Regions from separate parts of the Ovis aries genome. Here region 2 is linked to region 1. The links are chromatin contacts, called in public Hi-C maps. All regions are on one chromosome and are shown on one strand. The core of a region is the stretch at or near the end of the contact, and the rest is flanking DNA. Distances in the headings are between cores, read along the strand shown. Region 1 has its middle 26 kb from the start of TRIM29. Region 2 overlaps POU2F3 (POU class 2 homeobox 3).

Region 1 (7,545 bases), core at 2,078-4,577:
CAGGGAGTCTTTCTGACCCAGGGATCAAACCCACATCTCTTGCATCTCCTGCATTGGCAGGCGGACTCTTTACCACTGCGCCACCTGGAAAGAGTTAATATTGTACTGCTTCACATAAAGAATATATAAGAATCTTGCATCAAGACACTTCCATTTGCACTTACCCTCATAGTTTGTGTTGCATTTGCCGCATATATAAATCTACATATGTAACAGACCCCTCAGCACAGTATTATAATTTTTGCTTTAAATAGTCATGTCTTTTAAAGAATTTAAGAAAATAATGTATATAGTCTTCTATATTATACCCACATATTTATCATGTCTAATAATCTTAATTTTTCATATAAATCTGTGTTACCATCTGGTATCATTTCCTTTCCATCTGAAAAACTTCCTTTAACATTTTTTGTAGTGTTACATGTGATGGTTAATGAATTCACTTAGTGTTTCTAAAAATTCATTCAGTTGGCCTTCATTACTGAGAACAATTTTGCTGAATGCTGAGTTGGCAGGGTTTTTTTTTCTTTTCTCTTCCAGCATTTTGAAGATGCTGCTCAGTTGTGTCCTGGCCTCCATCATTTATGAGAAGTTGGCCACCCCTGTATCACTGTTCCTCTCACAAAGTTTTTAGTATGTTTTCTAGACTCTGGGATTTAGCAGCTTGATCATCTGTTCCTACATGTGGTTTTCCATATGCTTATTTTGCTTAGGGTTCCCTGAGCTTCTTAGGTCTCTAAATTGAGGTCTTTCACTAAATTTGTACAGTTTTGAGCCATTATTTCTTTAAATGTTTTTCATATCCATTCTCTCTCTTTCGTTTCCTTTCTGAGCTCCAGATACATTCATGCTAGATTGCTTAATGTTGTCCCACAGGACTCTTGAGATGCTCCACTGGATTTTGCATTTGTGTGACCCTGGACTTCTCAGGAGCCTCCTGCTGCTCTCCCCACAGTGCCTCTGGCTCACTTCAAAGCATTCTCCATGGAGCAGCCAGGGGGTCTTTCTGAAACATACATTTGAACTTGCCATTGCTTCCCTTCTTCACATGCTTGGCCTACCTAAATTCTTCCAGCACTCCTTACTGCTCTCAGGAATAAGACCTCAGTTCTTAAGACAGCCCCACACCCTGCAAAGTGCAGCCAGGGTCTTTGTGTCCTCAGAGCTTAGCACACCACGGATGCTTATTGAACAAAGGGGCCACTTGACATCGCTGAGTGGCATCCTCATATGTCCTCAGTTCATGATGCAGAGCAAATGAGTCAAATGGAGCAAAAGGTGCTCCCCAAAGCTGTAAAAGTGCTACCCAAGCAGTGAAAGTCGCTCAGTCCTGTCCGACTCTTTGAGACCCCATGGGATATACAGTCCATAGAATTCTCCAGGCCAGAATACTGGAGTGGGTAGCCGTTCCCTTCTCCAGGGTATCTTCCCGCATTGCAGGAGGATTCTTTACCAGCTGAGCCACCAGGGAAGCCCGCCACCCAAGTAGGGGTGGCCTCATCTCTGGAGTTAAAAGGGGGAGAGAAGGTAGAGCGGAGGGCTCGCACGGCAGGCCGGGCGCCCCCGTGTGGCGAGGCCGGGACGGTGCACGTGGGAGCGGTGGCCGCGGTGGGAAGCCGGCGGCGCCCAGGCTCTCATGGCTCCCAGACCTGCCCCGGCTCGCTCGGCTTTGATGGCTGCTCCCGCCCCTCTCAGAGGCCTGTTTCATCCCCCAACGACGGAATGGGGCTTATGTCTGCCCTCGGGTTCTCCCGCGACGGGCGAATCGGGGACCTGAGTTTGCTGCCGCGTGAGCGTCCCAGGGTGGCAGGGGCCCAGACTCCAGGACGTTTTGTCTGGCCTCCCGAGTTTGGGATGGGTGAGGAGACTGACAAACCGAACAGGGAGGCAGAGGGCGCTTCTAAACTCCGGCGTCCAGCAGGTCGCTGGGAGCATGTGGATCGTTCCTCTTCTAAAGGGAGGTCCAGCGGGTTTGTTTTTTTTTTTTTTAACTGGTGGTGCGCTTTGCACGGGCTCTGTGTCCAGCCCCATTCATTCATTAAATACCTCGGTTTCTGTCTCTGGGTCCGTTTCCCGGCCTCTGGGTCCCCTCCTGTCTCTGCCCACAGGCCCCGCGGTGTACTCCCTCACTTTCCATCCCTGACACCAACCATCGGCTGGCCCAAAGCAAGACTGGAAAGCTCATTTAATGCTCACAAGTACTCTCCGGAGGTGGGTGGGGGTTCTTATCTTCATTTTCCTGATGAGGAATCTGGGCCCAGGGAGGTCACCTGCCCAGGATCATGCAGCTAGAAGGTGCTGGATGGAGGAAACAAGCTTCCCACGGGAGATTCCCTGAGCTTCGTGGACTTCAACTAGTTCAACTCCAGGGCAGACAGCCACCCTGGCAGCCAGTCCTCCCCAACCCCACCCACCGCACAGGGTACCCAGGCCCTCCGGTGTAGGGATGGCTGTCTGTGCCTGGCACCGGAGAAGCCGTAGTGGCGGCTGTTGATGCAGCATCTACTGCTCTGAGCTCCTGGAAGGATTCAGAGACCATGTGGGCTCCTGGCTAAGCCAGAGCTTTCCGAACTTCATCACAGCCCGGCACGTGTGAAAGTGATGACGTGGGGCATGGCGTGGCCCACTGAAGTTAAGTGAGAGGCTGCTTCCAGCCAGAGGCCATGCTGGGGGAGGGGCAGCAGGTGCCCCAGAAACCTGCGACCATCTGGAGGATGGGATGGGGGAGAGGTCTGTCTTAAAACACCTGTAACTCATTCTTGGAACATGGGTGTGTCCTCCCCACAGGTGGGAACTCTGCTTTTGGGCCGGTGAGACTGTACCACCTCCAGCCCTTCTGAGCTAGAGTGCTCAGCCTCTCTCGGGGGACCCAGTGCCTCGGCCGCCTTTCCCTCTCTTGCAGCCCACTCCCATCTCCCCAAGACCCCGCTGCCCACCGAGAGCTGGAGCCCCCTCTCCTGCTCCAGCTCTGCCTCTGCTGACCCCGCAGCCCCACTCCTGGTCCAGCCCACCCATCCTATCTGGTAGGCAGGTGTAATGGTGACACGTGCGGGCTGGGCACTCAGATCGTGACCCCACCATCTTCCAGCTGTGTGGCTTGGTGCCAGCTCCTTAATTTCTGTGTCTCACTCTCTCATCTGTAAAGTGGAGGAAATAACAGAGCGACTGCATAGGGTCACCGTGAGGGATTGTGGGCACACAGCTGCTGGCACAGGAGAGGGCATGGTGAATGTTAGTCTTGTTACTGTGACCCACAACCCACACAGCTCAGCAGCCTTACCCTCACCCAGTGTAAGACACCCAGCTCACCCCTCCCAGTCAGCTCCCAGCCTGAGTCAGCGTCCTTAGCAAGCCTGTGGTGCAAGGACTCTGGAGGAGGAAGCTACACCAAGGTGCTGAGAAGAGCTTGGCCTTGACATGTAAGGGCTGAGGACTAGGTAGGCAATGCCTGCATGGCCTGCTGTGTGCACCTCATCCATCAGAGCAGCTGTGTCAGGCCACTGGCAAAGGGACCAGCTGGAGGTGGTCATCTCCACACCCTAGGAAACAGCCTGTCCCCTTCCTTTACCTTCTGTCACCAAACTTGACCTAGGCAGAAGGATTTTTCCACCATGGAGCCATCTTCCACCCAGTAAGTCCCTTTGGTATCTAACTGCAATCCCTCCTGCTGGTCATTAGCTCTGGCCTGTGGAGTGGTGATGACTGAATCCTCACTCTCCTCCCTGCACTTGGCCCAGGGAAGGCTGTCTTAAAGCTGAGGAGAGAGGCGATATAATTGAACATCAGAGTGAACACAGGAGCGGGCGGTTCAGAGATGCAAGAGTTAGCTGGGGAAAGTACCTGTCCAGCACAGGTGTGAACTCAAATAAGCGTGTCTCCGCTTTATCCTATCAGCAAGCCCAGGGAACCAAACTGTGGTTCCTCATTCCCACCACAGGGTGTCGCCACAGCCCTGCTCAACCAGCTGTCGAGGCTCCCTTTGACAGCGCCCTTGGTGAGCACATGTGTCTCCTCGGACAATTCATTTCCGAGTGTTAGACAAGAGCCCAGTTTCAGGACCTGGAAGGGGTCCCCCTTCCTACAACAAATGGCGACTCTGGCGGGGACTCTTCTTCGCTGAGACTGACATCCTGACCACTCGGGGCACTCAAGGGCCAGCTTGCCTGCCAATGGACCAGACCCAGCGGCTGCAACTGGGACCCTTTTGTCCCTGATCTCCTCCTGACGCGGACAACTGGCCAAAGTGTCCCGACCGGTAAGGAACAAGAGACTTTACTGACCCCTCTCCCCTTCCCTCTCCCTTTCCTCTCCTTAACCCTTCCTATCCTTCTCTGTTTTTCTAGTCCTCCCGTCCTGGACGCAGAAATCTGGTCGAAGGGCCCTCAACCTGAGCTGAAGATTGGAAACTGATCACCTCCTCTTGGCAGAGAACTTGAATTCTGGTTCTGGTCTGGTCTGATTTCTGGTAGGGCCAAGTTCCAGTCCTCCCTTCTCTGAAGGCCCAGGGAAAAGTCCCATAACGCCTGAGTATCTTTAGGTGGCAGGAGACGTCTGTAAGACCACCCTTTTCACCCCCCCTCCTGCCTCCTCCCCCTTCTTCTTTCAACCTGGCTTCCTTTCCTCCCTTGAAATCTTTGATGTTAGTACTTGGATCTGAAGTTCTGTGTCTCTATAGGAGATTTTGCTTCCCTGGTGGCGCAGAGGTTAAAGCGTCTGCCTGCAATGTGGGAGACCTGGGTTTGATCCCTGGGTCGGGAAGATCCCCTGGAGAAGGAAATGGCAACCCACTCCAGTATTCTTGCCTGGAGAATCCCACGGACAGAGGAGCCTGGTGGGCTACAGTCCACGGGTGGCAAAGAGTCGGACACGACTGAGCGACTTCACTTTCACTTTCACTTGGTGAGTCTGAGGGGCTTCCCTGTGGCTCATTGGTAAAGAATCTGCCTGAAATGCAGGAGACCCAGATTTGATCCCTGGGTTCAGGAAGATCTCCTGGAGAAGGGAATGGCAACCTACCCGCTATTCTTGCCTGAAGAATTCCATGGACAGAGGAGCCTGGTGAGCTACATCATCTACGGGGTCACCAAGAGTCGGATAGGACTAATGTTTTCACTTTCCTGAGTCTGACCTCAATCCATCTAGTGTCTTTCCTCCTGTTTTGTCTTCGGAGGAGATGGGCTGTGACTGCCTGCAAGCACAAGGCCTGTCACTACCCATGCCTCACTCCGTTGGGTTAAGCTGAGTGGCCTGGAGGTCACTTTCTGTGTGGACTCACATACTGTGGCCCCCTGGATGCTGTATGACCTCCTCAAGGGTGAACAACTTTTAGGAAATTCTGCCCCCTCCCATGACAACACACTCCAGTATTCTTGCCTGGAAAACGCAAGGAGAGAGGAGCCTGGTGGGCTACATTCCATGGGATTGCAAAGAGTCAGATACAACTGAGCTACTGAGCACACACCCGCTCCCCCAGAAGGCCTTGACCGTCCTGCAGAGAGGCTCATGACACCTGCTGTGGGGACCCCTCCCCAGCCTGGCAGAGTAACTGGTCACCCACATATTCCCTCCTAGTCTCCACAACCCACGTTCTCATGAGCTTCTCCCTGTGAGGGTAATTAAAAGAGCATAATTATCTTTTGAAAGATTAAATGAGGCTCTGCAGGTAAAAAACATTTTTGAAAGCTCTTTATTAAAATGTAAATGTTGGTTGCCAAAGATAGGGAAACTGAGGTTCCACAAGGTTAAATGACTTTCCAGAAGCCACACGGCAAGTCAGGGGTTTCCCGAGGGGAGGAGCTCTGGCCTCTCATCCCAACCTATTAATAGAGTCTCTCAAGACATCACACTTGGCTTTGAATGGGGTCCTCTGTGTGACCCTCATCTGGGGGAGTGGGTGGTGAAGGCTCTGCAGAACAGAGATCCCGGAAGAAGGAAGGAAGCCAGGGAAGAAGGGGTTAAAGGGGCTGGAAGCCAAGATGGCCAAAGGCTGTAACCAGACTGAAGGGGCCAGGGAGCGGTCTGGCTCTGATTAGGTTCTAAGGCCATCTGGAGAACCAGACTCTGGAGGAGACTGGCTGGTTTTATGGTGGAGGGTGGGGGGTGGCGGGTGGCAGACGGCCTGAATTACAGGGGCTTTAATGGGCTGGCAGGGCTCTCCCCACAATGCCTTCCCGAGGGGTTGGGATATGACTTCTTCCCAAGCAGCCTGGCCGAATGACGTCAGTTCCAGCCCTGCTGTGCTTCCCAGCCCCCTCTCCACACACCCCTCAAACACCTTTGCCATCAACCAAAGGAGGCAGACTCTCTGCTTTCTCTGCGGAAGCCACATCAGGAAGTGGTAGCCACCTGGAGCCGTTGTAGGCTGGATTTCGCCCTGTGGCCCAGCAAACCAGGAACAGCCAGCTTGCCCCCAAGCTAACTGCAGGCCCTTGGACAGTCATCAAACCACATCCTTGACGGGGAGAGCCTGCAAGACCATCCTGTCCAAAAGCTTCCCCAGAGGCCCCAGAGCACCCTGCTAACACCTGGGTGCCGGAATGGGACTTCAACCCAAGACTCTCACCCTGCGAACCAGTACCTTTTCACAGCCGCACTCCATCACGAAGCCTCTCTGCATCTGTTTTCTCACCTAACCTAAAAGTATTTGTTTGACTCCCCTCAGAGCTGAAATGCAATGGAACTTCCACTACAAAAGTCTTTGAAAAGTTGAATCCTACAACGATCACACCATTGCAGTTCAATGAATGGAGCTGGGAAGCCTGTGGGGGAGGGCTAGCTAGACCAGCTGGCACCTCCTGAGCCTGGCAGTTCCTCCTCTGTATAGGTCTGTTCAGGAGAAGCAAGAAGTGCTCAGCCCAGAAAAATATCACTAACAGAATAGATTATTGTAAATCAACTATACTCTAACATAAAACTTAAAAAAAAAAAAGAGGACAGACTACTCCGCGCGGGGAAAAAAAAAAAAGAAGAAAGAAGCCAAAAAATAAACAAGAACATCTTTCTTTTTGCACCCTAAAGCCAGAGATGATTCATCAGTTACCCGCTAGGAAATTATCCCACCCTGGTTGGGAAGATCCCCTGGAATTGCCTTTGTCAGAGGTGTGTCCTTTAAGCTCACAGACTTTGCTCAGTTTGTTTTTTGGCCAAGATTGCAACCGAAGTGGGGTGAAAATTGTCTGTCAACCTTCCATCCCTTCCCTACCCCATCTAGCAATAATGTGACCCGTGCGTGCATGCTAAGTGGCTTCAGTCGTGTCCAACTCTGTGCGACCCTATGGATGGTAGCCCACCAGACTCCTCTGTCCTTGGGATTCTCCAGGCAAGAATACTGGAATGGATTGCCATGCCCTCCTCCATATTTATATTGCCATATATGACTTGTTTTTAGAATATCTTAGAGCTCTTCATATAAATCTACTTCGTGCACATAAATGAAGTAGAGTTATATGAAGAACTCTAAGATACACCAAGAACAAGTTATATATGGCAATATAAATATATATGATATTAAAAATAAATTTTTAAATCAAAAAATAACAGAACAAG
Region 2 (7,545 bases), core at 2,948-5,447, 150 kb after region 1:
AGTTTGTCATGCTAGAAGGAATAAAGGGGCTCCTGAAATAGTAATGACAAATGTCTGAGAAGGCTGGATGTCCACAGGGTGAGTCCCTGATTTGATATGGATTCCCCCAGGGAAGAATGAGCCGCCCCTTCCCTGGAAATATTTAAGGATAGAATGTGCATTTATTATTTCACTTCTTTTCAGCAAGGATTTACCAAGCCTTTTCTTTGTGCACAGACCTAAGCTCGGTCCTGTGGGGATCACAGACTCCCGTGGGTCCAGATCACAGAGGACTCCCAGGTCCCTGGATATTGGGACTGGTATTTCTCTTTGCGGGGGCTAATGGGAGGAACCCCAAGGGGAAATGGACTTTCTGTTTCATCAAAGCATTTTTATTAAGAGCAAGTAATGGGCTTCTTCCTCCAGGAATGGTTTAGACCCTGGAAACGGCCAAGATGAAAATGGCTTTTAGTATAATCAAATGTCATGAGATTAAAAAAAAAAATGTGTGTATTGCGTGTCATTTCTAGGGTAAACCTCTGAGAGATGGGTAATACCCACAGTCTGTGTCCTCGGGGCATTATCAGTCTAGCTGGGAGACAGTTCTGACACACACGAGAGTTAAATAACAAGGCAAGGTTAAGTAACAACAGGCTGCAAGGCATGGCTTGACTGAGGGCAGGCGGTGTATCAATAGCAACATTAACGGGGTAGCTGCTATGTGCCAAATACAGGGACACACAGAGGCATAGGGCAAGTTCCCAGTGGATACCCTTGGGACAGACAGGCAGCAGGTGGATGGAGCCCACACTCTCAGCTTGTAAATTCTATGATGTCTGTGTCGCCCCGCATAGGACATGGCCTCCCTCCACCCACTCCAGCAGCTCGTGCTGGTTCCCGGACACCTACAGTCTGTTTCCCAGTTCCTGCTATCTCAGAGCCAGCCTGGGCAGCAAGGTGAGAACCCTGGGGGTTTTCTATATAGATAAGGGTGGTGAAGGGCTGCTCCTGCCTGCTGGGACCCAAGTGTGGGGTGTGGGTGACCAACTCATGTGGGTGTGTGTGTGCTAAGTCACTTCAGTCATGTCCAACTCTTGGCATCCCTATGGGGAATCCATGGGATTTTCCAGGCAAGAATACTGGAGTGGGATGCAGTTTCCTTCTCCAGGGGAATCTTCCCCACCCAGGGGTTGAACCCGAGTCTCTTATGTCTCCTTCACAGGCAAGCGGGTTCTTTACCACTATTGCTACGTTAGGGTTGGTGGGTGATCGGCTCACCCTCTGGTTTTAAGAGCGGCTTATCCAGCTCAGGGCCTGAAGAAGGGACCTGGTCTTGCCCTTCAGGAGAATCCTTCTCCTCTTCCTTCTCCCCTCTTCCTTAATTTCATGACCAGTTGAGACCGAAGGTAAAGGGTGGCAGAGCCGAGCCGGGGCAGAGCAAGGAAGGAGGAGCTCTTTGGGAAATGCAGTCCCAGTTCCTTAGAAACCTCCCCAGGACTCAGGATGTGGAAACAGATGCCAGCTCTCGGGAAGCTGGAATTCCATTTGTGTGGGGCGGCAGCGCCACCCACAGGCTATGCAGAGCATTCTCGCGTTTCCTCCTACAGGGAAGTTCCTCGCAGAGAACTTCTCGTCGGCAAGAGCAAGCAGATTAGAATATTCACAGTAATAACTAACACTTCTTGAGCTTGACATGCCAGGAGTTCTGTGGAGGGATTTTTCTGACATCTTTAAAAATAACCTCGAATGGTAGGTGGTCCTATGAGGTCACCAGTGACCTACTAGAAAGTTCTGTGACAGTCTGTCAGAAACCCATTTTTTGGGCGTTGCATGGTACTGCCTCGCCATCTCCCACCTCCACCAACTAGAGCTGAAAGTGATGAAGTCTAAGCTTCTCTCCACTGTTCAAATCCCAAAGAGAGGCTTTGGAGATCCAGAACCCGACGAAAACGCAACCTTGCCTTCTGTCCTTAGCACCTGCCCCAGTGATAGGTATCCTTAGTTTCCAAGTCATCTCAGAGTGCTATGATGATGATGAATGAGGACATATGTGAATCTGTGAGTCTCTGCATTCACTAAACAGTATACATCCTATTCCTGGCATAGGAAAGGGAAGATAACAGTTAATTCTATTTCTTTTGAAAAATGGTTCTGTGAAACTGGCTCAGGCATATAACCAATGAGGCTAGTGTGTGACACAGAGGGGGAATACAGTTTAGTATTTGGAATCAGAAAAACTCATTGGTTTAAAAAAGTCACTTACTAGCTGGGTCTCCTTGAGAACCTTACCTGACCTCTCTGAGGTTCCTTTTTCTCCTTCCTAAAAATGGAATCATAATAAAACTCTGCCTCACAAGGTTACTGAGAGCTATTTGAAATAATGCATGTGAGAGGGCTTTGTACATTTCAAAATGCAATGTAAATATCAGACCACTGTTAGTTCTCATGCCTCTGACTCTCAGTACAGGGTTCTATATAGGAGCTTTCTTGCTTATGTATTTTTAAACTTTATTATTATTTAAAAAAAACATTTTATTTTGTGTTGGGATATAACCAGTTAACAATGTTATGATGTTTCCAGTGAACAATGAAGGGACTCAGCCATACATACACAGGTATCCATTCTCCCCTGAACTCCCCTCCCATCCAGGCTGCCGCAAAACACTGAGCAGAGTACTCTGTGCTAGACAGTAGGTCCTTGTTAGGTATCCATTTTAAATACAGTGGTGTGTGCATGTCCGCCCCAAACTCCCTAGCTGTCCCTTCCCCCTCATTATTCCTCCAGCAACCATAAGTTTGTTCTCTAAGCCACTGAGTCTCTTTCTGTTTTGTAAATAAGTTCATTTGTCTTGAGTAAATCACTTCTCCTCATATTCCATATATAAAGAATGTCATAGGATGTTTCTTCTCTATCTGACTTACTTCACTCAATATGAGCGTCTCTAGGCCCATCCATGTTGCTGCAAATTTGCCTGTGTATTTTATTTTTCTTACCTATGTATTTTAATAAGGAAAAATTAAGCCTTCAGGGTCTCTGTTGTCCCTAATCTGTTCTGGGTCACTGATGTGCAGCAGCTCTTCATTCTGAAGAGTATAGTGGTCAGCCTCAGTAGATGCTACACATCAGTGACCCAGAACAGCTTAGGGACAACAGAGACCCCAAGGTTCAGCTCTGTGCTGAGTGTATGGGGTGACCTGCCCCGTCACGTGCTTTGGTAGTCGGATGGCTCCATTCCCATAAGGAGAGTGACAGTTCCTGGCTGTGGCTCTTCTTAGAGGGAGGCCATTGTCATGACCACCAACCAGGCAGAGCGCTTCATGGACAGTTTTCCTGGAGGAAGAAGGAGGAAGCAGACCTCAGGCAGTGTGAACAAGCAGGTAGAGTCCATACCACCAGAGAGAGTTGCCAGAAGCTTGGCCTGGGCGCTTCCCTTCTCTCTCTTAGCCCTTCCTCCCAAGTGTACAACGTCTGGGTCCGGCCAAGAGCCTCTGGCACTTGTCTGCTGCCCTTTAGAGCTGTATTGCTCGGTTCCTTTGACCTGGCATCTTTGCAGATGTGGCTAGGCCTCTCTAGCCATCCCAGCTACTTCTGCAGGCAAAAGGAAAACCCTCAGCCCCAGCTTGAATTCTGAGTAGTCACCCCCCTCATTTCCTTCCCACCTTGGGTTTCTTCAGGCCCGGTTATCAGATCCCAGAGCTGGTTTCCTTGACCCTCCTCGGCCTTTGTACCACTCCAGGCAGGCAGGCAGGCAGAAGGACTGGTTTGGGGACTGCTGTTTACATCTGCTTATCCCCATGTCTGATTCACCTCCACCTGCGTGTGGCAATCCTGACAGTGCCCGTGGGGGCCGCTCCTCAGGGCTCCATGGGGGGTTGGGGGGATTAGGTAGCAGGAGGGTGGGGACAGTTATCGGGTAGAGCATGTCTTTCAGCTGGCCTGGATTTTATGCGTTTGTTGCTTTGCTCTTCCCCTTTCACCCAGGTCTGCAGCCAAACCTTCTCCCCTTTCCGCAGCAACAGAGCTCGCTCCTCCTCCCGCAGACGGGGCCTGGCCTCACATCCCAGGTAAACATGCGTGTTCCTCCTGTCCCCTCTAGGAACTTCTCAGCTCTTGATGGAGTTACACTCCCTGGTTTCTCCCTCTGGGGAGAGCGAATAGCAAGGGATTGTCCCCATTGACAAAGAGGAGGAAATTCAAGCCACAGTCGGAGGAAATGAGTGACCCAGTGTCACTTGTGGAGCCAGAATTAGAAGCCAGATATTCCAGCCCCTGGGCTAGCCTGCTCTGGATCCATGCATTCCACTCCATCCCCGATCAGGCCCCTGCATCAGTCCTCTGCAGGGCTCAACTAACTTTCCAGGGACACTAAAGTTACTGCCAGCCCTCCTGGTACTCTCAAGTCCCAAGGGGGAGACCAGAGATCCACAGGCTTGATGTCAGGAGAACATCAAGACAAGGTCTCTCATCTGTGGGCCTCTCTTAAGAACCATTCTTTGAGGGACTTCCCTGGTGGTCCAGGGAACCACCACCAGGGAACTCTGCGCTTCCACTTCAGGGAGCACAGGTTCGATCCCTGGTCAGGAAACAGATTTCATGTGCCACGTGGCAGGGCCAAAAAAAAAATAAAAAATAAAAATAAATAAATAAATAAATATATATATATATATAACTGCTTTTCTAGATTGGCTTCTGCAGTGGACAGGTGCCTAGGTTAGGAGGACTGAGGTCTGCAAGAGGGCCCTTTGCAGAGCTGCCCTGGCGCCCCACAGCACCTGTTTGCCAGTGAGAAAAAAAGGCACCGCTTCCTCTGGCCAGAGGCAGCCTCACACCAGGGAATGTGGCTTGGCCAGAGCAGCTGGAGTTACATCAGAGCTGCCACCCCTCCCCCTCATTTAGCTGCCCCTGTGCAGTTAACCCCTGCACCACTGCATGAGATGGCTCTGCAGAATCCAACGTGAACAAGAGCTGGGAATGACTGCAGAGATCCTAATCCCTTCTCTGTGCTAAGATCCCCGTGGATTGCCCCAAATGGCAACCCACTCCAGTACTCTTGCCTAGAAAATTCCATGGATGGAGGAGCCTGGTGGGCTACAGTCCATGGAGTCAAAAAGAGTCGGACACGACTGGGCGACTTCACTTCACTTTACAGTGCGGGAGTCCACTGAACTTCTGGAAGAGCCGAGGGTGCCACCTAGTGGCTAAGAGACACAAGGACACCAGTGTCCTAAGGTCTCAGACCTCTTCCTTACTGCTAGCGGAATCTCATCACCAGACTTGGATCTGGAATAAATCTTAGAGGGTTCTGAAGATCAACTCATATGACTTATAACACAAGAGCCGGGTGAAACTAGAAACAGAAAGACTGTTTGGAAGATTATTAAGATCATCCTGAGGCAGCAGTAAATAGACCTGCTTAGAGTGGTAGCAATAAGGGTAGAGGATGAGACGGTTAGATAGCGTCACTGACTCAATGGACATGAGTTTGAGTAAACTCCAAGAGACAGTGAAGGACAGGCAAGCCTGGTGTGCTGCAGCCCGTGGGGTCGAAGAGTCAGATATGACTTAGTAACTGAACAACAGCAACAAGTAAGGGCAGAAAGGAGGGGCTGACAGAGGATGTGGGGGAAGCTGACTCAAAGCAATTCTGCAGCTGATTGGATTTGAAGGTGGGCAATAGGCTTTGTCCTGAGGGTCTGGTCTGCACCACCCAGTCTCCCACTGAAAAGGTTCAAAGCCTAATGGTTTCAAATCATTCTGTTCTAAAAGAGCTTCCCTCGAGGAAAAGAGCCCTTGACTTTTCCCTGGTTACCACAAGGTTGTCTGTCTGAATGGGAGGCCTGAAGAAAAGACTAAAGGTAACCCCAGTCTTGGAAAGGAGTAAACTGGGAAGGAAGAGAAAAGAGTGGACTTAGGCCACTTCATCCACTCAGGTAGCAGCCGCTGCCCTGGATACAAGCCCCTGAGGACCCCAAGCCTGGGCTCTGTTCCTTTTTCATGGATGAGTTGGATTTACTCCTGACCCCAGTAGGCATAAATTGGATTCCAGGTATAAGAGTCTGTTCTATGAAAATAAATTAAAGAAAGAACATCTCCTGGCAACATCCTTGATGAATGTGATCAAGGGGCACTTGGATGGTAGTGGAATACCTTTGATTAAAAAAAAAGAAAAGCAGAAAGCAAAATATTCTCATGAAAGAAAATGATGGTTTAGAAAGTAAAATGGTGGTCTCGAGAGTTTGGAATTTTATGGAAATTCCATTAACATAATGAGTCTCAGATGCCCTCTGTTATCTTCAGTTAAGGCCTGTTGAACACCTCAGTCACTTTGCTTTGTGGAAAAGAACAGACGAGACAGACAACCTTTGCCTTATCCCATTTTGAGATGTGTTTTGGGGATCTTTGTAGACAACCCTGCTAGCTCCTTTTATGGTGGAAAACTGAAAGGAGGAAGTTACCTGCTCAGAGTCAAACTGTGAGTCATAGGCTAAAACCCAGAAAGGCCACCGCCCTGTCCCACACTCCTGCTGTTTCTGCGCCAGCTACTCCTGCTGGTCCCTTCATCTAGTTGTTTAGTCGCTAAGTCATGTCTGAGCGACCTCATGGACTGTAGCCCGCCAGGCTCCTCTGTCCGTGGGGTTTCCCAGGCAAGTACTGGAGTGGGTTGCCATTTCCTTCTCTAGAGGATCTTCCCAACCCAGGGATCAAACCCGCATCTCCTGCATTGGCAGAGATTCTTTACCACTGAGCCACCAGGGAAGCCCAGTCCCTTCCCAGAAACTCCAATTTCCACTTCCACAACACTGAAATAATAGGAATCTAACCTGTTAGCCTCTAAGCGGGCCTTTAGTGCAAAAAGCTCAGAGAATGCCATTTCATCTGTTGACTATTTGTGGGTGAGCTTGGTGTGTGTCTCCTCTTAGGCAGTTGGGCGCCCTGGGCTACCAGGATCTTCTTTAGAACCCCATCTGGAAGCATCTCAGCATCTCCCGGTGCCCAAGCATCTCCCCAGCGCTGGAGGAGCTGATGAGCCCAGTGACCTGGAGGAGCTGGAGAAGTTTGCCAAGACCTTTAAGCAGAGGCGCATTAAGCTGGGCTTCACACAGGTTTGGTTTGGGACTGGGGAGGTGGAAGAACTTGGGCTGTATAGAGACTGGACTTCCTAAGTGTAGGTTTAAGAGCACCTCAAACTCATGGTGTTTGGGACAAACCCACTGTGCCCCTGTGTCCCCTAACAATGGGGCACAGTTGCCATTGGTAGGGAAGCCGGGGACCCTGCTGGTGGAGGGGGCGAGGAATGAGAGCCAGGCCAGGGGCAAGGCACAGACCACTCAGAGTCTAAGAAGAGAAGTAACCAGGTTTCCATCTTAGGGGAAGAAACCTGGAAGGGAGCCAGGGGGACGGGTGGGAGCGCGAAAGGTGCGGCGAGGAGCTAGGATGGTGGGGGATGTGGACAAAGGGGAGAAGGGGCCTGTCAATCAAGGTCGCCCCTCTCCACCCCTACGTGCAGGGGGATGTGGGTCTGGCCATGGGAAAGCTGTATGGAAACGACTTCAGCCAGACGACTA

The links. Hi-C and Micro-C count contacts between places; a contact is called where the count stands out from the background.
Region 2: a contact with region 1 is called in a Hi-C map of liver, with 7 times the contacts expected there. The contact joins two enhancer-like sites. A contact is called at or near these places in 11 of 16 Hi-C or Micro-C datasets (blood, hypothalamus, liver and 6 more).

What each region holds. Positions count from the first base shown.
Region 1 is chr15:30,450,639-30,458,183 of ARS-UI_Ramb_v3.0, forward strand. No RefSeq gene overlaps it. Among named protein-coding and RNA genes, the nearest start is that of TRIM29, 26 kb to the left of the region's middle. Within about 2 kb of position 3,328, at least 4 of the 54 cell types and tissues checked have an H3K27ac peak or open chromatin away from gene starts, as enhancers often do.
Region 2 is chr15:30,600,009-30,607,553 of ARS-UI_Ramb_v3.0, forward strand. POU2F3 (POU class 2 homeobox 3) reads left to right here. Exons shown (of 12, transcript XM_042232994.2): 5 at 834-936; 6 at 3,962-4,044; 7 at 6,901-7,083; 8 at 7,488-7,545. Among named protein-coding and RNA genes, the nearest start is that of TLCD5, 24 kb to the right of the region's middle. Within about 2 kb of position 4,198, at least 11 of the 54 cell types and tissues checked have an H3K27ac peak or open chromatin away from gene starts, as enhancers often do.